2 separate regions of the Rattus norvegicus genome follow, and region 1 is linked to region 2. A link is a contact called in public Hi-C data. All regions are on one chromosome and are shown on one strand. The core of a region is the stretch at or near the end of the contact, and the rest is flanking DNA. Distances in the headings are between cores, read along the strand shown. Region 1 has its middle 20 kb from the start of Popdc2. Region 2 overlaps Timmdc1 (translocase of inner mitochondrial membrane domain containing 1).

Region 1 (4,974 bases), core at 1,500-3,999, 130 kb after region 2:
GAACGGGCGCTGTGGTGTTTCTTGTATGGAAAGTACCGAGAATTGGCAAACTCAGAGGCGAGTGATCACAAAGCCGGGATTTTTATTCACACATTCAGCAAGTCCTTATTGTGTCCCTACTGTGTGTTTGGAAATCCTCCTGATAAAAACTGTAATCTCTTGAGTTGGAACACTCACTATGTGTCAGGTACAGTTCTGATTGCTTTTATAAATAGGTTTATTGAACTCTCATAATTATTTAATGCAAAATGTTTGTTTGTTTTTTCCAGTAGAGACTATCTTGTTTGTTTGGCTATTCTACATTTGATCAAGCTGAGATGCCCCACAGCGAAATAACTAGATAATAATATGAAGGCAAGTGAGAGTCAATATCTGGCTCTCTATTCTTAACCTTGGCTTCCTGATGATGGACATCCTAACTCAATACCCACTCAGAAATCATATATATATATATATATACACACACACACACACACACACACATATATATATATACATACACACACACACATATATTATATATAGGGGGTGCATGCCATGGTATATTTGCAGAAGTCAAAGAACAATTTCAAAGGCTGGAAGTTGGTTCTCTCTTTCTACCATGTCAATTCAAGGGTTCAAACTCAACGTCCATCAAGCACCACAGCAAGGGTAACACTGAGCCATCTCACACCCTCCCCCTTGGAACCAAGCCTCCAAGCCTAACAGTATCTCTAATCTCAGAACTCCTGGAGAGTCTCATGGCAGAGCTGGCCTTATGCACCCAGGCACAAGGACAGCCAAGACCTTAGCAAATCCATATGCTAAGGAACACCAAAGTCGTGCTTGCTAGGGTAGATAAAATGGCGCCCTGTAAATGTGGCAGTTTTGAGTATGCTTTCATGTCGAAGACAGATGTTTAAAATAATTTAGGAACTTTGTTGGGGGAATTGGGAAATGTAAGTGGTTAAGTGAAGAGAAATTATATCACAAGAAAGGGGATTCATGGAAAGGGGAAGGACCTGAACAGGACGAAGGTCAAGAGTAAGTAATATTTTCCTCTTGGGCACTTGAAGGAAGATGCACAAAGGCAAAGCTTCACTGGGCAGGAGGCGGGGAAATCAGGCCAGAATGATTCATCGTGGTCTCAAGGAACCGCAGAGAAAAACCTTCTTCCTCACTGGTCTTAAAGAACCAGAGAAAGGGTCCTGGCTTGGATAGAGGAGAGAGGCTGGGAAAACTGGAAAAATGGAATGAGAGGTCCGGAAATCCAAGTGTTAGCCTTCCCCCTCTTGAGAGAGACATCCTCTTAAGGGAGATGCGTGAGTCACTCTGATAATGGTAAATGAGGTGGACGGGCACCTAACAACTGCCAACTGAGGCCAAGCCTGAGACCCTGTGATGTGCCCCAGCCACAGCAGTGGATGAGAAAGCCCTTAGCTCTCAAGAGCCCAAGGGGGAGCCTGGAAAGAAATGAAGTGAGGGAGATGGTCCCAGGGGCCTACAGAGAACGGCGGCAACAGGGTAGGTGAGTGGCACAGTCAAGGTGGGAAAGGAGGATACCGAGTAGTGAGTAGGATTCAGGTCAGTAGAGTGCTTCTTCAGGCGTCTGAGCGAAAGCTCAGCTTCTAGGCTGCATAACTCAGATTCGTGGAGTGAGTGTGTCCCGGACTTCCCTGTCTGAAGTGACCATGTGACAACTGCTGCTGTGCACTGTGTGGAAGAGGCACTTTGGGAAAGGGCTGTGCTAGAGAATACCAAAGGTGAAGTACAGGTCCCTAAGTAAATTTCTGAAGGAGAAGATGGCTCAGCTTATGGATGCAGTGACACCGGAAGTGAAGCAGCTCACGATTCCAGCCCTGGGCCTGTGTAGGCACTTTGTGTGTAAGGTCTAGTCAGTGAACAGCCAGTGTGATAAGGTCTAATTAGTGAACAGCCAGTGTGATAGTGATAAGGTCTAATTAGTGAACAGCCAGTGTGATAAGGTCTAATTAGTGAATAGCCAGTGTGATAAGGTCTAATTAGTGAACAGCCAGTGTGATAAGGTCTAATTAGTGAACAGCCAGCGTGATAGTGATAAGGTCTAATAGTGAACAGCCAGTGTGATAAGGTCTAGTCAGTGAATAGCCAGTGTGATAAGGTCTAATTAGTGAATAGCCAGTGTGATAAGGTCTAATTAGTGAATAGCCAGTGTGATAAGGTCTAATTAGTGAATAGCCAGTGTGATAAGGTCTAATTAGTGAATAGCCAGTGTGATAGTGATAAGGGCTAATTAGTGAACAGCCAGTGTGATAAGGTCTAGTCAGTGAATAGGCAGTGTGATAAGGTCTAATTAGTGAATAGCCAGTGTGATAAGGTCTAATTAGTGAATAGGCAGTGTGATAAGGTCTAATTAGTGAATAGCCAGTGTGATAAGGTCTAATTAGTGAACAGCCAGTGTGATAAGGTCTAATTAGTGAATAGGCAGTGTGATAAGGTCTAATTAGTGAATAGCCAGTGTGATAAGGTCTAATTAGTGAACAGCCAGTGTGATAAGGTCTAATTAGTGAACAGCCAGTGTGATAAGGTCTAATTAGTGAATAGCCAGTGTGATAAGGTCTAATTAGTGAACAGCCAGTGTGATAAGGTCTAATTAGTGAACAGCCGCACATGCTTCCAGTTTAAAGCAAAGAAAATAACTCAAGACCAAGTCTTTTCTTCCTGCAGATGATAGTACCTGGTGACCAAAAATCAACAGAATCCCTGGACTCTAGGAAGACAGACAGACGCCCAGAGAGTCACGGGGCCTATCAGTGAATAAACCTTTGCCAGGAAAGTAGCCAGGCTGACTGAAGCCGCACCAGGAAGCAGCTCAGGTTTTATTCCAGTGGAATAGAAAACCATTTGAAATTTTGAACTGAAGGATAGTGAAGCCTTACACATGTTTATTTACTTTCCTTATGGCTAGACAGCAGGACCCTCGAAATGGCAGTGCCGGTGACACTGTCCTAGTCAGAAGGACTTTGGCTGGGTAAATAGAAAGACTGTTACTGGGTAAGCAGAAGCCTGAAATCTGGTTTCTGTTTACCAGAAAATCGGATCTCACTGGGCATGTTTATGTTTGCCAGGAATCTCCCTTAATTCTTTAATCCACCCCCAAAGGCCATCGACCTTGGGCAAGAGCAACTAGTTCCTGGTCAGTCAGAACAGTATCAGCTCAAAGACTCCCACCCTGCTCACTGCCATATAAAATCCACTTTCTTTTCCACTATCTTGCCCCCCCCCCATCCCTTTGCTCCACCCCCACCCCGCCCCACCAGATGGCCTTGGTAGTTTGATCACAATAAACCATTCTTTCTACCCACGGGGTGGTCTAGTGCAGTGGTTTCCCTGCACTCTTGCACACAATGGTGAAACTTTCAGATGAGCATTTTGTTGTGCGGGGAGGAGGGACAGAGGGATGGTTACATTGCAGGGAATCTAATTCTGAAGTAATGGTGGCTTGATGTTCGTGCTTACCACGGAGGAGGGTGGGATCTAGTCTGAAGACAGAGATAACAGTATAGCAAAAAAGCCTCCAAAGCTTGGGGCCTGAACAAATGAGCAAAGAGGTAGATGGGCGGGGCGGGGCGAGGTGGGGCGGGGCGAGACGGGGCGAGGTGGGGCGGGGCGAGACGGGGCGAGGTGGGGCGGGGCCTGGCGAGGTGGGGCGGGGCGAGACGGGGCGGGGCGGGGCGGGGCGAGGTGGGGGTGGCGAGCAAACGGTGAGGAAGACAGGATCGCTGCAAAGGGTTAAAGCATCATGCTTCCATTTAAATAGCTCTTCTAAAGAATGGGATGGAAGAAGAAAGGTGAGGAGGAAAGGAGAGGGAGAGAGACCTCAATTCGAAGTTACAAAGTGAATGCAATTTTGATACTCAACCTGACTGCATTACAAAATACAGAGACACAAAGTGTTCTCAAACCAAGTTCAGAAATACATGGAAATACCAGGATACAGCTGGGTTTGTTCCAGGAATAAGATAGATTTATTTCAGGATGTATGGGTTTTTGTTCTGTTTTTCTTGGCTTAAAAAAAAGCATCTCTATTGGTAGAATTTACAGTGTTATCAGAATAAAGGAGACAAGTAATCTCAGTAAATGTAGAGGCCCAGTGTGGCGACAGGAGCCTATAATCACCATTGGGGAAGTGGAGGCAGGAGGATGAGGAGTTTGAGGCCATCCTTGGGTATATAGCAAGTTTTAGTTCAGCCTGGGTTCCATGAAACCCTCAAAACAAACACCACAGACCAAAAGAATAAGAATAAAAAAAAGAGGGGTTGGGGATTTAGCTCAGTGGTAGAGCGCTTGCCTAGCAAGCACAAGGCCCTGGGTTCGGTCCCCAGCTTGAAAAAAAGAAAAGAAGAAAAAAAAGAAGAAAACCATTTGATAACATTAATATTCGTTCACATTTCAAAGGAATACGAATATAGAGAAATTTCATCTGAAAAAGAAAAAGAGAAGCATCTTAAGCACCGACTCTGTTTTTCTTAAGTAAAAAGAAACTGCTCAGACTTAAGCACTCCTCGGACTAATGACAAAATATCAAAAATCTTTTCCTCTAGGGAGCTGTAAAAGGAAGATGCCCTCTGCCATCCACTCTGTCCCCGTACTAAAGGTCCTACCTAACAGGTACCGGAAAGGACTGGCGGGGAAGGATGGGTCAGCAAAGAAGAAAAACTGTCGCTAAACATAGAGAACGTAATGTTATCTATGGAACGTAATGGAAAATCCTGCAGAATGTGTAGATTATGATGAGAATTAATGCATGTAAGAAAACCCTGCAGAATGTGTAGATTATGATGAGAATTAATGCATGTATTTATCATAATTACTGAGTGGAAGTTGAAATCACAAAACTTATTTGTATTATGTAAGCAGCAATGGGCAACCGGAAAGTAAGAAGTATTTAATGATAGCATCTATAATCACAACGAACTCATCAAATAACTACAAACATGAAACGTAACTGTGAGA
Region 2 (5,211 bases), core at 2,272-4,771:
CCTGGAGAGGAGATTCAGGGTTAGGGTTAGGGTTAGGGTTAGGGTTAACCAGCACAGTGCTGCCTGCCCATGCTCCTCCCAAATTCACACTCTGATAAAAAGTTATCTTTAAAGTAGAAGTGTTTGCTCCTCTGCCCCAGAATTCTATTTCTGTGAGTTCATCTTAAAGAAGTGGTCAAGGGTATTCATATTTATGCACAAGAGTACTTTTATTTATACACTTACAAATAGAAAACTGGTATTGAGACAAAAATCTGTGGTATGTCCATGCAATAGAATAGCTACCCTGTGGGAAGCTTTAGTATCGAAAGCTAGAAATTTAACGATAATGGATTTAGTGATATATTCAGAGAAAATTAAAAGATATATAATATATATGTATGCATGCATGCTTGGCCTAATTTTATTTCTTAAAAATATTTTGTTAAGAAGACTAACAATATACTATTTCTGAGAAATGAGATTGAAAGTGGTTTTTGTCCTTAATTTAGAAAAAAAATTAAATGAATGTATAGTTTAATAGAATATATAATAGTTAAATAGTTAAATATATAATAAATAGTTAAATACATGAGCCTCAGACTAAACACCTAAAATTTCTTACCACCTAAGATGGCGTTAGTGTAAAGAGGACAAGGGGCCGGTGATTCTGGAGTGCGTTGGTATAATGCTTGCATTACACGCATTGTTTGCTGGGTTTATTCCTCAGCACCACAGACACTCTAGGTGGTGATGCATGGCTACTGTAAATTCAGAACTAAGAAAGTAGAGGGCAAAAGATCAGAAGTTCAGGGTCATTCTCAGCTCCTTACTCAGTTTGAAGCTACATGAGACCCTGGTTTTAAAAAGGGAAATAAACTGTCCTAGAAATACAATTCTGGTGAAAAGAGTTGCACTCCTTGTACTGGTCAGCAGGTGGCACTGTGTGCTAAATGCTGCCTCTGCAGGTCTGCCTGCTTGCACAGTGTAGTCCACCAAGCAGTACAGAGGAGTGAGACTAGAAGGCCTAATCTTCTGAGGCAGGTGAAGTAGTTTTTGTTGCTGTTGCTTATTGTCTTTGGTTGGGCACTTGGGAGGCAGAGGCAGGCAGAGCTCTGTGACTTTGAGGCCAGCCTGGTCTATGAAGCAAGTTCTAGGACAGCCAGGACTCTACAGAGAAACCCGGGTGGGGAGGTAGGGGATGGTGGGAGGGGGTAGGGCATGGGGGATGAAAGAGGTGAAAGATGTGGACGAAAGTGAAATATACCGTCAACTTTTAAGAGGAAATTGGAAAAGAAAAACTGGAATTAGAGCTATAGGAAAGACTGAGGATTCATATTTATAAAATACTTTCTTCTTACCGTAGAGCAGGCAGAAAGGTATTTTGATGGCTCTTCACACTTTCATACCTCATACCTTGTTCACGCTGGATTCAGAAAGCTCACTTCGGGGTCTGTGTTCTTACTGTGAAAGAATAGAAGTGTAGCATCTAAAGGTGATTTAACATTGCTTTTTTTCCCCTTTTAAATAGCTGTCACAGGAGGCCTTTTCAGAATAAACTTAGGTCTTCGAGGCCTGGTGGCTGGCGGTATAATTGGAGCTTTGTTGGGGTAAGTGTTAACTTGGTTTAGTCTGTCTTGTCTACTGAAGGGATTAGTACATAGAACTATATACTAATAAAGCACAAACCTAGTCCTCAGAGACTTTAAAAGATGTTTGTCTTGTATCATCAGGGGCCGTGACTATCTAGTTCCTTATTGGGGCAGTTATGAGAGGATTAAAACCAAATGCTTTTTTTAACTTAAAAATTGTGGATTTTTTTTTTTAATGTGTACATGTGTGTGTCTGTGTCTGTGCCCAAAAAGTGTCAGATCCCTTGACGTTGTCATTCCAGGCACTTGTCAGCTGCCTGGCTGGGTGCTAGGGATAAAAGTCAGGTACTCAGCAAAGACAACGCACACTCTTTCCCACTGAGCCATACCCCAGCTCTCACTGTCCACTTGTTGTATTTATAGTTATCACAGTGTAATTAAAACAGTAAATAACAACTCAGTAGCATAAACAGGATGCATATTCAAGATTCCTTTTCACGGGGTAAAATATGTGTAAACATCGCCAATATGTGAAATTACTCGTAAACAAAATATTCATAAGGAGCAAGAAAAATGACCAGAAAATTGTTCATAGAGAACACATGTGTGCTGTAGCATGTTAGAATTGTTATTTGTTTTGTTTCCATGAATACATATTTTACTTAAAGGTTCTTCTTCTTCTTCCCTAGTTAAAATGCTAGAAATTCAAAATGGTTTCAACCCTACTGAGAAGCTGGATTAATGAGTATACTAAGGCCTCATGATGGACTCAATCCCAGCCTTTAGTCCAGTGGGCAGAGGCAGACAGAGCTCTGACTGTGAGACCAACCTGCTCTATAGAGTGAGCTCCAGGACAGCCAGGGCTACGCAGAGGGCTTCTGCCTCGAAATACCCCCGTGCCCCAATAGAGAAGCTGTGTATGGGTTTGTGAAGTGGCTCAGTAAGCTTACCCCCAAGCCTGCTGTCCTGACTTGTATCCCTACAACCCACATGTTCAAAGGAAGGATCTGACTGCTGATTGTCTGTGACCTGCGCACCCATGCTCACGCACACACGTGCGCACACAGAGTAAGAAGTGTAATGGTTTAAAGACTTAGCAGGGCTGGGAAATCAGTTCAGCATCAGAGCACAAGCCCAGCATGCACAAGGCTAAGTTGAACCATTTGGGATTACCCCTAACTGTATCAGCATGCGTCTGCTAGGGAGAGTTTGCAATAGAGGTGTCAGCCCTTTCATTGCCACTGCAGTCCCCAGAGTGGTTCTCAGTTTGCTTTGATTATCCTTGCGTTAGCTTTGGGTTAAATGTTTTTGTCAGGGTTGCTACATAAGTGCAGCTGTGCCCCTGGTGTATAGCACAGCAAGAGGCATGTATGTCACCCATTATAAGCGTTAAGTATTTGGTATATTGGTGATGATCTGTGTTGGCAAGGATGGAGGTGAGAGGAAGCTGCACACACTGTTGGTGGGAATGTAAGGCAGGCAGATATCAGTGAGTATGGGGCTGCCTGGAAACTAGGGTGGATCACACTTGTATCTCAGCCCTTAGAGCAGCGGTTCTCAGCCTTCTGACGCTTCCACCTTTTAACACGGCTAGCTCCTAATGGCGTGGTGACCTCAACCATAAAATTCTTTTCTTGCTACCTCATGGCTGTAATTTAGCTACCATTGAGAGTTGCAATGTAAATATCTAATATGTCACCCCTGTGAAAGGGTCATTTAACTCCCCAAAGGGGTCAGGACCCACAGGTTGAAAACCGCTGAATTACAATATAAAAGACAGGAGTTCAAGGTCATCTTTGGCTACCTATATGATGCCAGCTTGGGCTACATGAGACCTTGTCTCAAAAAAATCAATAAACCAAAAGCAAACAGTAAAACTAAAACTGTTACATGATCCCGTGTACTATTCCCTGGCATGCACTAGAGGGAGTCTGAGTCAAACAGTCTGTGATCCGCATTTCCTCGCTGGGACTGAAAGCCAGACACTCCCTCCCTGTTCCTAGAGGCCACCCACATCTTTCTCATGGGCCATCCATGTTCAGAATAACAATCTCTCTCCTCACACTGAATCTTCTGCTCCTTTTCAGACAAAGGAGACAGCTTTTAAGCTCACTCACCCAGATAATCTCCTTCTTGATTAAACCAGAACTCCAAAATCCATATTTCCATGCAACATGGCAAAACCACAGGTGTACTAGAGACAATGGGACCCAGGAGACTGGATCCTAAAGATGAGGTGGACCAAAGTCTCATGTGATTTCCATCTTTATTCAGAGCATCAGACAGGGTCAAGAGGAATCCTTTAGTCAAGTGAACAATTACAGGACAAGTCACCCATGGCAGAGATCTTTCCACAGGGACAGCTGAATCATAGTGGCAGGTGACAGTGAGTCTCTTAGACAACTCACATCTCTCCATACACCTGGGAGGGCACAGCATGGGCCAGTCCCTAAGAACACTTGTGTGTTTTGAAGAAACTGAGGTCACAAGACTCTTTTGTCTTGTTTTGAAGTTTTCTCTCAAGCACTCAGTCCTCACACGACTCCATTCTTAGACCGTGTTCCAGCAGTGGAGGGATTCGGACAGCAAATGTGGGGAGACTTGAGGCAGGGCTCTCTATTCAGTTCCACTGCAGTTCTTTCCCATGTGATTAGGTAGGGAGCGCATGTGACTGAACACCCGTCATCCCGTCCCCACGTGCCTTTGCTGCAGTGGTTTTAACAATGCATTGACATCCTTGCACCTTGGTTTTTGGGAAGGTGCTTACAAAGACAGCCTGGTCCTGGCCATCCTTGTGTTCCCATTAATTGACATTCTTCTGAACGAGTTATCCTTCATCCCTGCTGACCCACCCATCTGCCATCCTACCACTTTGTCAGGTTGAATCATGGTTGTCTGTTCTGAAGGGAGGGGACTGAGAGGTTTGAGATGCTCTGTAGGGCAGGCCAGCCTTGACCTTGTTATCATCCTTAGCTTTCTGAATGCTGAGATTATAAGCATGATTTATTACACACAGCTGGATTTATGGATTTTATTTTACAGTTTTCTTTTTCAAGACAGGGTTTCTCTGTATACCCTTGGCTATCCTAGAACTTATTTTGTAGGCCAGGCTGGCCTTGAACTCCGAGATCTACCTTCCTCTGCCTCCTGAGTGCTGGGATTAAAGGCATATGCTGCTACCACCTGGCTTATTTTACAGTTTTTTAATTGAATGAAATTTCGTTTGTCAAAACCCACTGCTAACATTATTTTTGTTGTATTGGTAGTCTATAAGCTTGGTCTGGAGGGAAACATTGTTGAAGCTAGTGGGAAAATTTTTCCTGATAGGGTCACTAGTTTGGGCTAGCCTCAACATCCCCATGTAGCCAAGACTAAGCCTGAACTTCTGATCTTCCTACTGCTACCTCTGAGGCAGTGGGATTGCAGGCATGTACACCTGCCATTTTACCCCCTCTGTCAAACCAGCAAAAATATGTTACACTTATCATCTTGACTATTTTTTATTAGTTTTTAAAATTAGTATAGAATGGAGCATGGCATTTTCATAATACTTTGTTCTTATGGGTCCTCCCATTTTCCCACATTGTCACCATTTTAAGTATGAATTCAGTAATATTAAACATATTAATGTTGTTGTACA

Evidence for each region. Hi-C and Micro-C count contacts between places; a contact is called where the count stands out from the background.
Region 1: a contact with region 2 is called in a Hi-C map of hepatocytes, with 2.7 times the contacts expected there. The contact joins two enhancer-like sites. A contact is called at or near these places in 4 of 12 Hi-C or Micro-C datasets (hepatocytes, kidney and liver).

The regions. Positions count from the first base shown.
Region 1 is chr11:75,873,537-75,878,510 of GRCr8, forward strand. It overlaps a transcript of Popdc2 not described here. Among named protein-coding and RNA genes, the nearest start is that of Popdc2, 20 kb to the right of the region's middle. Within about 2 kb of position 2,750, at least 7 of the 93 cell types and tissues checked have an H3K27ac peak or open chromatin away from gene starts, as enhancers often do. A contact at or near this core is called in hepatocytes, where this site is marked.
Region 2 is chr11:75,747,435-75,752,645 of GRCr8, forward strand. Timmdc1 (translocase of inner mitochondrial membrane domain containing 1) reads left to right here. Exons shown (of 7, transcript NM_001007676.1): 5 at 1,511-1,589. Among named protein-coding and RNA genes, the nearest start is that of Timmdc1, 15 kb to the left of the region's middle. Within about 2 kb of position 3,522, at least 14 of the 93 cell types and tissues checked have an H3K27ac peak or open chromatin away from gene starts, as enhancers often do. A contact at or near this core is called in hepatocytes, where this site is marked.